Regions from separate parts of the Mus musculus genome. Here regions 1, 2, 3 and 5 are each linked to region 4. The links are chromatin contacts, called in public ChIA-PET and HiChIP or PLAC-seq maps. All regions are on one chromosome and are shown on one strand. Each heading gives the region's core, a stretch centred on a gene start, on an enhancer-like site or on the middle of the called end of the contact. The rest is flanking DNA. Distances are from core to core; before and after follow the strand shown.

What was found. ChIA-PET counts read pairs in DNA pulled down with a chosen protein or histone mark. HiChIP or PLAC-seq counts read pairs in DNA pulled down with a chosen protein or histone mark.
Region 1: a contact with region 4 is called in an H3K4me3 HiChIP or PLAC-seq map of forebrain, with 4 times the contacts expected there. The contact joins the promoter of Ccdc138 here to the promoter of Septin10 in region 4. A contact is called at or near these places in 2 of 39 promoter capture datasets (cranial neural crest and hippocampal neurons) and 2 of 115 datasets of contacts at active chromatin or transcription factors (astrocytes and forebrain).
Region 2: a contact with region 4 is called in an H3K27ac HiChIP or PLAC-seq map of embryonic stem cells, with 5 times the contacts expected there. The contact joins the enhancer-like site here to the promoter of Septin10 in region 4. A contact is called at or near these places in 6 of 39 promoter capture datasets (cranial neural crest, embryonic stem cells, hematopoietic stem and progenitor cells and 3 more), 1 of 15 datasets of contacts at CTCF or cohesin (the NIH/3T3 cell line), 1 of 484 Hi-C or Micro-C datasets (the C2C12 cell line) and 8 of 115 datasets of contacts at active chromatin or transcription factors (bone marrow-derived macrophages, embryonic hindbrain, embryonic stem cells and 2 more).
Region 3: a contact with region 4 is called in an H3K4me3 HiChIP or PLAC-seq map of embryonic forebrain, with 4 times the contacts expected there. The contact joins the promoter of Edar here to the promoter of Septin10 in region 4. A contact is called at or near these places in 2 of 39 promoter capture datasets (the SN4741 cell line and hippocampal neurons), 1 of 484 Hi-C or Micro-C datasets (forebrain) and 2 of 115 datasets of contacts at active chromatin or transcription factors (astrocytes and embryonic forebrain).
Region 5: an RNA polymerase II ChIA-PET map of memory CD8 T cells shows a contact between it and region 4, with 21 read pairs. The contact joins the enhancer-like site here to the promoter of Septin10 in region 4. A contact is called at or near these places in 6 of 39 promoter capture datasets (cranial neural crest, embryonic stem cells, liver and 3 more), 6 of 484 Hi-C or Micro-C datasets (B cells, embryonic stem cells, hematopoietic stem and progenitor cells and 3 more), 16 of 115 datasets of contacts at active chromatin or transcription factors (astrocytes, bone marrow-derived dendritic cells, bone marrow-derived macrophages and 13 more) and 2 of 9 other capture datasets (adipose tissue and liver).

What each region holds. Positions count from the first base shown.
Region 1 is chr10:58,496,455-58,499,186 of GRCm38.p6, forward strand. It overlaps Ccdc138 (coiled-coil domain containing 138), which reads left to right and starts at 1,483. Exons shown (of 16, transcript NM_001162956.1): 1 at 1,483-1,608; 2 at 2,715-2,732. The coding sequence starts at 1,516.
Region 2 is chr10:59,820,287-59,822,986 of GRCm38.p6, forward strand. The region is part of intron 8 of Micu1 (mitochondrial calcium uptake 1); the gene reads left to right. Among named protein-coding and RNA genes, the nearest start is that of Gm23803, 3.8 kb to the left of the region's middle. Within about 2 kb of position 1,270, at least 28 of the 459 cell types and tissues checked have an H3K27ac peak or open chromatin away from gene starts, as enhancers often do. A contact at or near this core is called in the C2C12 cell line, the NIH/3T3 cell line, embryonic stem cells and 1 more, where this site is marked.
Region 3 is chr10:58,674,331-58,677,080 of GRCm38.p6, forward strand. It overlaps Edar (ectodysplasin-A receptor), which reads right to left and starts at 1,366. Exons shown (of 12, transcript NM_010100.3): 1 at 1,126-1,366.
Region 4 is chr10:59,220,246-59,222,945 of GRCm38.p6, forward strand. Septin10 (septin 10) reads right to left here and starts at 1,255. Exons shown (of 10, transcript NM_001024911.3): 1 at 1,146-1,255. The coding sequence starts at 1,163. Sowahc (sosondowah ankyrin repeat domain family member C) reads left to right here and starts at 1,677. Exons shown (of 1, transcript NM_172939.3): 1 at 1,677-2,700. The coding sequence starts at 1,799.
Region 5 is chr10:59,900,951-59,903,650 of GRCm38.p6, forward strand. No RefSeq gene overlaps it. Among named protein-coding and RNA genes, the nearest start is that of Gm46226, 4.5 kb to the left of the region's middle. Within about 2 kb of position 1,276, at least 54 of the 459 cell types and tissues checked have an H3K27ac peak or open chromatin away from gene starts, as enhancers often do. A contact at or near this core is called in memory CD8 T cells, where this site is marked.

The DNA of each region.
Region 1 (2,732 bases), core at 233-2,732, 720 kb before region 4:
AAAAAAAAAAAATAAAAAAAACAAAAAATCCAAAAAAAAAATCTACCCTGAAAACCAAAATAAAACAATTACACAGTTTAGGTGGTAGGTTTTTTTTTGTTTGTTTGTTTTAAATATTTATTATATGTAAATACACTGTAGCTGTCTTCAGACACTCCAGAAGAGGGCATCAGATTTCGTTACAGATGGTTGTGAGCCACCATGTGGTTGCTGGGATTTGAAGTCAGGACCTTAGGAAGAGCAGTCTTAACCTTGCTGAGCCATCTCACCAGCCCCTAGGTGGTAGTTTTTAGCAAAAAGTATTTTAAAAAAAGATTACTTTACATATAGGAGTACACTGTAGCTGTCTTCATATAAACCAGAAAGAGGGCATCAGATCCCATTACAGATGGTTGTGAGCCACTATGTGGTTACTGGGAATTGAACTGGGGACCTCTGGAAGAGCAGTCAGTGCTCTTAACCACTGAGCCATCTCTCCAGCTGGCAAAAAAGTATTCTTTAGGCAATGTTTTTATAGTGAGTTTTTTGTCTATTGCTAAAGTATCAACTTCTGTAAGTTAAAAAGTTATCCAGAGAATTTAGGGGCTGCTACAACACATGTCTACTATTTCTCAGTGTTAGTGTATCTCAAAGAAAAACTGAACAGGTAGGAGCTTGTGTGATAAGTTGAACACACCAAGTACTATGTGCTGTTGCATAGCTGGGAAAGAGGTTTCTGTGTTTTAAACGAACATTTTTTCATTTTATGAGGCAGATCACCCGGTAGTTGAGGCAGTTAATTGCCCCAACTGCTTATGACCCTGTAGCCCAGGCTGGCCTCCAGCCTCCACCTTCCCTGCCTATATTCGATTATTTTTGTACCACCTATGGAAACTGGCAAAGGAGTATAATCAGCAGTTAATGCGCTTAGCGCTCAGACATGTCCTGATTTTTCTGTGATTGTAAATCACTTTTGATGAAGAGACCCTGTTTAGTCTAATTTTATGTAGTGCACAGTAAAATTTACCCTGTAGTCCCTGTGGTCTCCAGCCTTGGGGAGCATTCTGGCTCTCTGCTGTGGAGAAGTTATTCGCCTTCCTGCTGGCCGAGCCAGCGCTCTCAAGGGAATCTTTCTTCTCTTCTCCCCCTCCCCCTCTCCCTCTCCCTCCTTTTTTTTTCCTTTTGGTTTTTCGAGACAGGGTTTTTCTGTGTAGCCCTGGCTGTCCTGGAACTCACTCTGTAGACCAGGCTGGCCTCGAACTCAGAAATCCGCCTGCCTCTGCCTCCCAAGTGCTGGGATTAAAGGCGTGGGCTACCACTGCCCGGCAGAACTCACCTTTTTCATGCTTCACATTTATGGCGGGTAAAAGACTTGGAACTGAGAAACTCTAAGGGGCAACCGAGAACTGGGTTGTAGTGTATCCTCCTACCGGCTTCCGGCGTCCTCGGGGGGCGGAGCCAGGCGTCGTGACGTACTGCCCGCCCTGACGTGACTGTGAACCCGGTTTCCCGGGCGACCGCAGTCAGAGACTCACCATGGAGCGCAGGGTGGTCAAGCCACCGGGACAGGATATGGTAGTGGAGCGTCTCAAAAGCCGCTACGGCCTGGCGGGAAGGTGCCCCGTGGAGGTGAGATGGGTGGAAGCCGCGGTGGGCTCTGCTGGGCGGCCGCGGGAGGTCGCTAGCCCTGCCTTCCTCGGGGAGGCTCACTAGAGAGTTCCCGCCCTCGGGGAAACCGCCTCGACGGACGGGGCGTGGCTTTGGTCCTGGTAACCAATGCTGGCGGTGACCAAAGTGCAGCAGGCACGGAAGACACTGTAGTTCCTTCTGGAAAGCATCTTACTCCGAAGTAATTGCAAACTTACAGAAAAGTTGTGGCGATGTGCATTCTTGTAGTCCTCCCTTGAGAGCGCCATTCACCAGGAGAGTCTTGCCATTTTTGAGGCGGGGCCCCCACTGAGGTCTTTGCTAATATCTTGTGAGAGGTCGGCCAGATCACATCTTCGATGAATCCTGGAAGAACAGAAGCGGGAGACCAATTACATACCTCAGTTTGCACGACCAGATTCGGTTTTTTTTTTTAAATCCTCACCCTCTGATAACAGAGTTAGGTGTTTACAGTTCAGCTGAGAAGCCTGCTTGACAGCCCAGCATGGTCAAGGTTATATAAAGCATAACAATGTTGTCTTCAAAAAAATCATCTGAGGTATGGGAACATCATTTACCCTGACTTCTCCAGAAGGTGAGCAAGGTCGCAGGCATTCCTCTGTTCCTTCCCACATTTGCTGGCTTTCCAAAACCCCTTCTTGAGAAATAGCAATATTTCCCAATGTTCCGGTGACCATGACACAAATTCATTCTATCCTCACATAACCTTAATTGAGACTCCAACACATACTCCTCTAGCTTGCTTTTCCTGTGAAGCACATTCTCTTTTAAAGCCTTATTGATATTTTCCAAGAAATTTAGTATTGTGATAATAAACAGGATAGTGTATAGTTTGTACACAGATTACCACAATGATAAAGCATACCCTGGTGCAGATACTACCTGGGGTCCGAACATTACATTTGATTGTGTGTGGTTGCCTTTAATCTACAACAGATGTCCACACCTAGTTTCTTGTAACATTAGTGCTTGCACAAGGTGGAAGACGTGTGTATTAGAATGTCTCTCAGTTTGAGTTTGTCTAACGGATAGCTTCTGATTTGATTCTGGTTTTGTATTCTTGGCAGGAAAACGACATGACTGGT
Region 2 (2,700 bases), core at 20-2,519, 600 kb after region 4:
TCAGCAACATTACCACATCACCTGAGCACACCACCAGCCTTTCTTCCCCTCGTGTAGTTTTGTTTGGGGGGTTTTTTGGTTTTCTTTTTTTGGTTTTTTTCTTTAGGACAGGTTCTTTCTATGTAGTCCAAGCTGCCCTGGAACTCACCAGGAGCCAAAGTTAGCTTGAAAGTCCGTCTGCTTCCCTCAGGTTCCAAATTCGGCATCAGAGCTGTAGACCGTGATCTGCTCTTCAGTTCAGGGAGCTGATCACTGCCGTTAAACTCCACCATTAAACTCCACCGTTAAGTGTCTTTTAGTATTTGAGGTGATGCTTCCCTGTTCAAAATACAGAAACCATGAGTGAGGCCTAGTAGGTAACAGCTGTAATCCCTGCATTCCAGGTGTGAGGAAAGAGGATAAAAAGGTCATGGCCAGCCTGGTCTATGAAAGGGAACTTTGGGCATTATAGTCAGACTTGGTCTCAAACAAAGGAAAATAAAGAAAGTACAGGTGAATATTTAGTTTCTTACCTTACCAGGAAAGAGTTCTTAGGCATAACCAGTTTTTTTTTTACCTACATATCTAGCTATAATGAAGATTTCCATACATAAAATAGACCTAAACAAAGTTAAAAGATAGTCCAACTGAGCAGAAAAATTTACCGTCCTTTAACAAAGGGCAAACATTTTTATCTTATATTAATATCACTGTCCCTATTTTCATATGTATGGGTGTTTTGCCTGCATGTATGTCTGCATACCACGTGGGACTCTCAGACCGACAGTTAGACCCCTTCTTGGTCTGACTAATGATTTTGACTCATGATTCAGTCAGCTGATTTGGTCACAGTCCCAGTTTCCATCCTTCTAATTGTGTTAGGGTCCAGAGTCGCCACACAAATCAATAGGAATACCAATCTCAATTAAGCAAGAGTAGTTTCTTGACTGCATACCTTAATACCGGTCAGACCAGGGTCATAACTCAGAATTATCTAAACTATGACAACAGACATCTTTTTCTGTCAGCTTATAAATAATAATAATAATGACAACAACAATAATAATAACACAATGAGCTCATAGACAGGTGCGAGAAGTGCTGCCCAGTGGTCAGCTCTGACTCAAGCCATTTTAGACAGAACAGTTCATATTGACCTTTAACTTGATGAGTCCTACATAAAGCTTTGTGGAATTTCCTAAGATTAACAACCCTCATACAGAACATAACAGGGCATGTGGTCAGCATGACCCTGCTCTGAGTCAGGTCACTTCTCTGTGTCAGCAACTGGCAGGCATGTTACAGCAACAGTATGAAATAGCTGGTGGCAGGCATGGGACAAAATGGCTACAGCTATACTGTGGGGGTGGGAGGTGGGGAGTGGGCGGGGCGGGGCGGGGCGGGTCAGATCTCAACAATCCACTGGGGCAGGTCTTAAATCCACAGGCTCAGTGATCTTCCCTCCTCAACCTTCCATGTAGTGAGGACTGTAGGAGCGTACCACATTTCCCAGGCCCAACAAAACAGCCACAGAAGACAAGCAAGGTTTACCCTGGAGCACTGTGTGAACCAGGCTGGCCTCCACTTCAGAGGTCTGCCTCCTCAGCACTGGGACAAAGGCATGAGCCACCACGCCCAGCCTTGAGTGCTGGAATTAAAGGTGTTAAAGGTGTTTGCCACCTGGCTCCAGCTTAACCAGTCTTTTAAAATGTAAGAAGTCTTAAGATTTGGAATTGAAAAATATAGTTTAGTTTAGGCCAGGCATATCATGCAGAAGTAAAATAATTTCCCAGCATGCACAAGGACCCAGCACCACAAAACCCAGAGAAGTGTAGCAGTTTAGCTAATACTCTGTAATGTCATGGCGACTGGGATCATCCTGTTAGCCCTTGCTGAGCAGTGAGCTGTGGTGCCCGCATTCCAGACTGTAGACCTTCTTTCTCCACTTGCCAGGAGACAACCTGCACCAGACAGTAAAGATTCCTCTTGTGTTGAGAGACGCCCGTCCATTACATAAACAGATTTCAACTCAAACTTTAAAATACGTCACGATTCCCTTAAGAGGAGGGCTCCCATAGAGAATGGTGCCTGTAAGCCTTTTTCCTTTTCATGAACTAGTGGTATGAAACTCCAGACAGAAAGAACAATGGCACAGAGGCCCTGCCGTTCTGTCCCACTGAAGAGCACAGATGTGTCTGGCTAAGTGGCCTGAGGTCACTGTGCAGTGTGGCTCTGTGCGGTTCAGAAGCTAGGAAAGGCCTGGGGAAGCCTGTCATTCTGAAACACGGATATAGGGAGGGATTTGCAGAGGTTGTAACTGTACAGAGGAGCACACGGGCTTTCCTCATCCCAGAGTGCAGCGCCCTCCAAAGCCTTTGCTGAGCAGTGACACACTCTCAGACACTGATTTCTCTCTCCTTCTACTCGTTTTAGCCTCATTTTTTGGCACTTGTAATAAAACATGTATTTTTTTCTCCCTAGCTTTTCATCTTCCTCGGGTAGATAGATAGATAGATAGATAGATAGATAGATAGATAGATAGATAGATAGATAGGTATCATATAGCTAAATGTATATTATCTGTCCTTCCAAAAGACTAGCCCTCCTGTCACCAAGGAGCAGGGGTGGGAAGGAAAGGTGCACTGTGTTTAGAAAGCCAGGAAGAATCTCCCAGTGTTCGCTGTCTTCTCTTTTTTGGCCCTTCTTTGTGGCCCTGCAGCC
Region 3 (2,750 bases), core at 116-2,615, 550 kb before region 4:
CATCTCCAGGGAGGGTGCTTATGTGGGGGCGGTCTCTTGGGACACTTCCTAACGTTAAGTCCTCGTAAGCCACTCTCTCAAAACATATCTTTAAAGGTTTTAAGCGATCATGACCTAGAATGTCTGTTGTACATCGGGACTTCTCTGTCCTTTTATGCCCTCTTGACTCTTTGATACTTTGAACAAACCTCAGTTTCACTCTGCATTTGAAGGTGTACCCAGGTGCCACTTCAAAACAGCAAGGTAGGGGCCCCAGAAGAAGTAAAGAAGAAGTTGGCCCTGCCACACTCCACCACCTCTCTCTCTCTCTCAACTATGATTTCAGTCTTGAAAAGGGGGACTGTTTCCCACTGACTGTCTAGCAACCTGACTGACCAGGTCTTTGGCCCTTGTCACCTCTCTTGCTTTAGCTGTCCCCTGGTGATGTGGATACTCCAGCAGTGACCTCACCTGCTGCCCCATCTGCCCTGAGATCACACATTTTGCCTTGCAGGAGTTTCTTACCGCAAAGGCTGAAAAATCCAACTCTACTCTCTGCATGAGGCCCTTCTACCCCAGATGCCTCGGAACACTAAAGGAACCTTTGGCTAGAAATGAAAACCTCAAGTGTCACAAAGACCTATCTAACACACTCTCTTCCTCTTCTCCGACAACATAGGACTATGGCATTGGGTCTCAGACTTGATTGGAAGCCTGCCTGAATGGCCTCTTAAGACAATGAGCTACTCTGGGTAGAGGCAGGTGACGAATGCCACTAAAGTCCCAGGTGCCTCTTGCCTTCTTCTGTGAGCGAGTTGGAGAAACTCCGGTCCTCTCCCCAGATGGCAACACGTGTTTTAGTAGCACAAGTACTGTCTGTGACGCACAGTTTGGCACTCTAACCAAAGCGCACTCAACAGCGGAATGAGTTTTCTGATATTTTCTTCAAAACAAAGAAACAACCTCAAGCCTGTGAACTTGTAGCACAGACAGACACACAAGTAATCAGTAACGCTTGTCCAAACGCAACCCAAAAATGACATGCATTTCAAAAATGTACCCGAGATCCTTCCTAGCCAAGGACACCTCGGTTTCGTCCACAGTTGAAGAATACGGAAAACCAGAAGTGAAAGAACCAAGGTTTACCTGGTACCCGAATGAGGTTAGCTTTTCCCAGCAGAAGATGGGTCTACGGAGAAGGCGAGCAGGTAAGGGATGGGGGGCAGGCTTCACAGGCGTCCGTCGGTGTCCTCTCAAAAGCAGAGCTCCACAATCCTGGGGCCAGCCGGGTGACAGCGGCCAGGCACACCTCTGCTGCCAGCGCAACTAACTTTCTATTTTGAAGGGCTCCCGGGAACTCGCTCTTGACTGTTCCCGGTCTGGACTGCGAGTTTACAAACAGTCGAGCGGAGAGGAGGCCCCTCGCTTCAAACCCACCCGCGCCACCTAGAGGCCGCGCCAGGCATCGGCAGTGCAGGAGCCTGGGCACAGCCTCAGGCTCTGCCGCTGAGTGCACCTGGCTCCACAGGACTTCCTGCCCCTTAAGGGACAAGCTGGAATGTGTAAAAAGCATTGAGGTTTTTCCTTTTGGAGTGCGTGGGGGTCTTGCTTCTATCAAAGCAAGTTGGGCCTTTGGGCACAAGAATAATGAAAGATGAAATTTGCATTAAGTTATCATTAATCAGAACTTAAGCACAGCCCCCTTCCCCACAAGATGGTTATAGGTATGATGAATACTGCTGTATCCATTCACGCTCCTTCATGCAGCCTGGAATACACTTGTACATATTTCCAATCTCTCTCCTGCTCACCACAGATTTGAGTCACCATTTTCTCCTCAACATCTTCTCTCCATGTCATTCCAGGTAACTCAATATAGGCTCCAGACAAGTTCAGATAAACATATCTAACTCTTGTAACTACAGTATGTGCCTCATATAAATACAGACTCTACCACTCCAGAGACGTGCACATACCTCACAGAACTCTTGATAGCCCTATGTATCCTTTACATTTCCAGATAACTATATATGCTCCGATAACCTCATATACCCCATGTGATTTGATAGCAAGGAAACGTTAAATGCAAACCTTTTGGTATTGATCAATTCTCTTTCAAAAAATAAGTTATCTGGAAAACACCCAGCCTTAAAAGAATGTAACAGCCTCATTCCTTTCTCCCTCAACCTCATGGTCCCCCGCCACAGTAAGGAGTGGAAACAACAGGTTGTTGTTGTTGTTCTCTTCCTCCTCCTTCTCTTCCTCCTCCTTCTTCTGCTTCTCCTCCTCCTCTTCCTCCTTATTTTCTTTCTTCTTCCTCCTCCTTCCTTCTCTTTCTCCTTCTTCCTTCTTTCTCCTCATCTTCCTTCTCTTCTTCCTCCTCCTCTTCCTTACCTCTTTTCTTCATCTCCCGCCTCCTCCTCCACCTCTTTGTTTTTTTGGAAACAGGGTTTCTCTGTGTAACAGCCTTAGTGATCCTGGAACTTGGTTTGTAGACCAGGCTGGTCTCTAACTCGCATAGACCTACCTGCCTCTGCTTCCCAGGAGCTGGGACTAAAGGCAATTGCTGGCAAGCCAGCCTAGGAGTGGAGCCTTCTATATACTCTGCTCCCGTCCTGTTCCCTCTGCCTTAGATACACTGGAGAAAGCAGGACTCTCAGTAGAGAGACAGATGGCAGAGTACAGGCTTAGGCCGAGGATCCTGAACTTAATGATTATTGCTGTGGGAAAGCACAATGCTCTTTTCTTAGCTTGCTGACCAGTGTGGACAA
Region 4 (2,700 bases), core at 5-2,504:
CATCATGCTAAAGAATTAGAAGGTACTGATAAATCACTAAATGGATGATAATACTTTTTTATGAGAATAGGTTTACTGGACAGCCATTAAGGTTCGAATAGCTTAGGTACTATGATTTTTTTTTCATGTCAATGATCACGAACCAACTTCACACAGAAATTATAGCATTTATCTATTTCTCATTATTTTTATTTTAGTCTATTGAAATAAGTTCTACAACTAAAATGCAACATAGGAAGATAATAATAAGAGTCACTTGTTTCAGGTAAGTAGAAAGTTATTTGGGAAATGTTGCTTGAGATTAAGAATCCGACAAAAATACTACCAATGCCAAAGGATTCAATAGAGTTAGTTAAGAGGATTACTTTCATTAATATTGGATAAGGGAAATATTAGAGTTTCTTAAAGTAGAGAAAAATAATTTACTGCGTGCAGCTGTTAGGGAAGTAGAAATAGAATCTATTCTACCCCCTGCGACAACTGGAAGATTCCACATACAATCTTAAAATGATGGGAACAAAAGCAAGATTACAAGAGATTGGTATTATGAAAACAGTATGACCTCTCGGATAACTATGGCTTATATCCTATATCAACTAAGATAAGTTTTTCAAGTTATTTGAACCGCACAAAACATTGGATCGGTCAAGTGGTTTGTTTGTTTTTTTTTTGTTGTTTTTTTTTTTTTTCATTACAAGGGGACGGGAAAGCCAAACAAAACCGCCAAGCATTACAGTAAACCCGCGAGCTTTGGAAAATCTAAGGAAGCCGACTTTCCGGTCAGTAGCCATGTACGTGTACACAATTGCACAAAATCAGGCGGATTCCAAGGCCTGATTTAAGTCGGGGAAAAGGAAAAAAAAAACCGTTACAAAGTGATAGGCATCGATCATCATCCTGGATTTCATTTACACCACCCCGCTTTGGCCAGGACCAGGAAGCCTGGAAAATGTAACTTTTCCCCAACATGCAGTCGCTCGCCAGAGCTCTTCAGCCCTCGCCCTGGGGCAACAGGGAGCCCCCTCTCCACGACACGCGGAGTCCCGGAGCCGCACGGTCACAATCTCGCTGGCCCAGAGGCGACCGGGCGGGGCGGGGCGGGGGCTCGGGGAACCCAAGGGCGCGGGGCTCACCAGCTGCTGTACCTCGTCGCATGAGGCCATAGCCCTGGTGGGACGTAGGGAAACGGTGGTCTCAGGCTGGACGCAAACACAGGTCCCGGGCCGCTTCAGAGAGAGACCCGCTGGGCGTAACTGGCGGGACAAGGGGCGTGCCCGGCGCCCCGCAGCCGTTAATGGGCGGGGCGGCCTCTGCTGAGAGGCTGGGGCGGGGCCGAGGCGGAGGGCTGCGGGAACGCGCCAGGGACTACCAGGGTTTCCCGCGCTCGGGGCGAGCTTCTCCCGGGTGTGCCCCACCGGGCGTTTTGACGAAAAGCCAAGTGTGTGGGGAGGGTGAGTGGAAACGTGAGCCTCGGAGGCCAAGCTCTGGGTCCCTCGCCTCCCGCCACTGGCGGAAACAGTGGCTGCGAGCCCGCGCGGAGCCCGGAAGTGGGCGGGGCCTCGGGCCGGGGACTGTCGCCGAGATTGAGTCCCGAGCGGAAGTGGGTGTGGCGGGGCGTGTCCACTGGGACGCGGCCCCAGTGAGGCGGTGTCAGCGCTCGCGGGACTCGAGACTCTTCAAAGCTGGGATCGCGCGTGCTGCCAGCCACTGAGACCCAAGCCGCTCTCCGGGTCCTCCAGGCGTCCGGCCATGGTGTCTGGCTGAGCGCTCCTGGGGCTGAGAAGCTGAGCCGCGGTGAATGGAGGGGTCACTGGAGCTGAGCTCGGAGGCGATCCTGCGCTTCCTCGCCGAGCGTGGGGGCCGGGCGGGACACTCGGAATTGGTGCAACACTTCAGGGACGTCCTGGGTGGCCAGCGCGAACAGCGCACCCGCGCCCGCGAGCGCTTCAAGGAACTGGTCAATGCCGTGGCCACCGTGCGCACCGATCCCGCGGATGGTACCAAGTATGTGCATCTCAAGAAAAGGTTCTGTACGGGGGATTCCCCCCCGCTTGAGGCCAAGCTCCCCCGAGAGCCCCCGCGTATCGAGGTGACTGAGGAGCCTCAAGTCCCGGACCTTGCAGCGGAGCCTTGCGAGGGCAGCCAGCTCCAGGAGGCAAATCCACAGTTGTCTCTCGGACTGGGTGGCGAAGTGAGCGACCAAGAGCCTCCAGCCCCTGCTCAAGGTGGGGCCCAAGGTAAGGACTCGCCACCACAGGAGGTCGAGGCCGTGTCCTGGGCGTCGGGTCCCGGGTCCAGCGAGAACCTTAAACTCCCTCCACAGGGGGAGGCTGAAGGGGGCAGTTCCCCTAGTGGGCCAAACACACCCAGGTCGGCCCGTCAGAACTTTCGGGACCTGGTGTTGGGCAGCTCCCCGCAACTAAAGAGGAGCGTGGGTCCTGGGGACGGTAACGCTGGAGGTCGCAGCAGAGGAGGGGGCGACTCCGATACCGCATCGTTAGCTTCTTCGTCCGCAGAAGAGGAGAGCAGCGTCGGGGCCTCGGTTACCCTGGATCCCCTGGATCACGCCTGGATGCTCTCAGCTTCCGAGGGCAAGTGGGACAGCCTAGAAGGGCTGCTCACTTGTGAGCCCGGCCTGCTCTCGAAGCGAGACTTCATCACCGGCTTCACTTGTCTCCACTGGGCCGCCAAGCACGGCAG
Region 5 (2,700 bases), core at 26-2,525, 680 kb after region 4:
GCTGGGTAACCTCAGGCATGTCACTCAGCCTCATGTACACAATGAGTGGGGCACAGACACTGGGCTTATTGGATGGTCATGTTGGATAGGAGTCAGCTCCCAAGAAGTGCTTCACACAGTGTCTGGTCACAGCAAGCTCCATCCAAGCGCCATTTGTCCTGTCAACAAAGATTACCTGACACTGATGTCAAGTCCTATTCTAGACCCTGTAACCACAGAGATGACAGAGGAGCCGGTGCTCTTGAGGAAGTGGGGGAGGGGGGAGTGTGTCTGGTTGGCACTCTCTTGGTGCGGAGATTCCAGCCAGAGGGAGCAGTGTGACAGAGGCCTGAAGATGAAGAGGGGCAGGAAAGCACGGGGCAGCATGTAGGCCAGATGGCTGCCTGTAATTATCACACCAGTCATTCGCAATAGTCTTGGGCAGAGAGAAACGTCACTAATACAAAAAAAAAAAAACAAACAAACAAACCTGCGCATACCTCCTCCTGCCTGTCCCCTATGTCATCCCAGAAACATCTCAGCCACCCTTGGTGCCTTTCCTGGCCAGGGTCTAGGAGTGGTTCTGTAAGGCAAAAGAGAAGCTATATGGAACGTGGGGAGACTGGGATATCATTTACCCAAACTCCAGTCATAATATGTTCCCCAAAGCCAGGGCTCAGGCCTACTGTCACCTCCTTAGCCAGTTGGGCAGGAAATAAGGCCCAGCATACAGGCCAGTCAGAGGCAGCAGGCAGCTGTGTAGGTTTACTCAGCCAGGCAACCCCACCAAGGTCTGGTGCCACACCTTGCCCACCCAGCCCTTCTGAGTTGATCTAAATGAAGTCCCTAGGAAGGTCTGGATTGGCTGTCTTAGCTCAGACACTGGGTAGGCTTTCCTTGGGAGAGATGCCTCAGTGTGGTTGACCCCAAAAAGGGCAAGGATCAAGCTTGGGACTTTAGGGGACTCGGGTTGGCTGTTCCAGTATCCTATCTTATTGTGCACCTTTCTTTTGGATGAGGAAGCACAAGAGACAGCAACTTAAACCTATGGGATGCTGAGTGTGTCAGCCAGGCCTTCTTCCTCCATAGTGACATCACCCAAATTGCCCTGACCATGTCACTCCTAGTGATGCTGTCCTGGCTCCACGCAGACAGCATGCCCTGGCATGCACACTGAAGCCTCGAAGCCTTCTCTGCCTCTGGCCCACCTCCTGCTGTTTGCAGCTTGGGGCTGCCCTTCCTCCACCTGCAGTGTTGAACGCCCACCCGGATGCTGAGACATGCACAGATTCTCTCCTCTCCAGCCTTCAGTGCCTGGGCCCCAACCTTCAGCCGTGTCTGCACAGTGGCCTAGCAGTGTCTGCCTCCTTTGGCTTGGCGGGTGCTTGCGCTGTGTGTCACCCTTTCTGTTCCACACACACACACACATCACACACACCAGCTGTGTGACTCCACAGTGGGGGAGGACAGAAGGGACCCCTGGGCAGAGACAGCTGTCTGACTTACCATCTCCTTTGCAGAGCACCTGTGGGCCACTTTGCAGCCACAAATTCAGACCAGGGTGTGTCTAAGGCAAAAGACCCACCAGATAGTAGGCCTCACGACTAGCAAGGAGGGTCTTTCTCCATTGCCCCACCTCCTGAGGGAAGCAGAATCCTACTGAAAATGTCCCCAGTTCCTCTCCCTAAGAGAACTCAGAACCAGGAGTCAGTTTGAGAATGGCCAGGGAGCAGCCACTGTCTCCTGCCCTCAGCCTGTGCCAGGCGGCACCACCCATGTCTGGAATCAGAAACAGTTCTGTTCTCGGCTTCCCCAGTGCTATCCTGGCCAGTAGCCTCCAGGTTACCTCTGGCATCATTGCCACCTACTGGCGACCAGCCATGGCCCTGTGTTCTAACATTGACATCCTAGACCCCAAACTGTCCTTAGCCACAACGGAGAGCTACCACCAGCACTGCAAGAGCCACCCAGGTAGCAGATGTGTTCTGTAAGAGGGTCAGCCTCCAAGGCACGGGGCCCTCCCGGAAGGCTGCGGACCTGTCTCTGCGAGGGAGGCTGGGGGGTGGGGGTGGGATCTGAAGCAATGTGTAAAAGACCACATGGATACCAAGGTCCAGTCCCAGCAGGAACAGAAAACACTCACTCGCCGCTGGTAGTGTTTGTAAAATTCATCATAATGACTGCCATCATTCTCCCACAGGCCTCCCCATTTATCATCTAGCCTGCCAACCTCTGTCAGCCACCAAGTTTGCAGGTGTTCAAGTTCCTGGACACTAGCATGACTCAGTGCAGGACCCCAAAACCCCAAGGGTCACGAGTCTTCAGGACCCTGAGCTCTGCCTTCGCTAGCTCATTGCTGAACCTGGTGGGATCACAGCCCACGGGATCAAATAGCATGAGCTACATCTGCCAATATTAATAGCTCCAGAGCCTGGCTGCCTGGGCTGCCGCAGCCTGAGCTGAAACACAATTCGAGGAACTGTTGTTGACTTAGCTCTGTTTCCAGCTAGGAAGGCGGCTGGGAGGGACATGGGAAAGGTTGGGACAGCGAGTGAGCAGGGATTATGGTGGAAGAAATAGGGGAGGGGAGGGGACCCCCCTGACTTCTTACAGCTTCTCATTCTGTGTCCTGAGAACCCAGGAGCATAGCTTGAAGACTGGATGTCACTCCAGGGAGCTGTTGATGTCAGTGCATGTGCCTAGCCCTCTGGGACCCTGGGT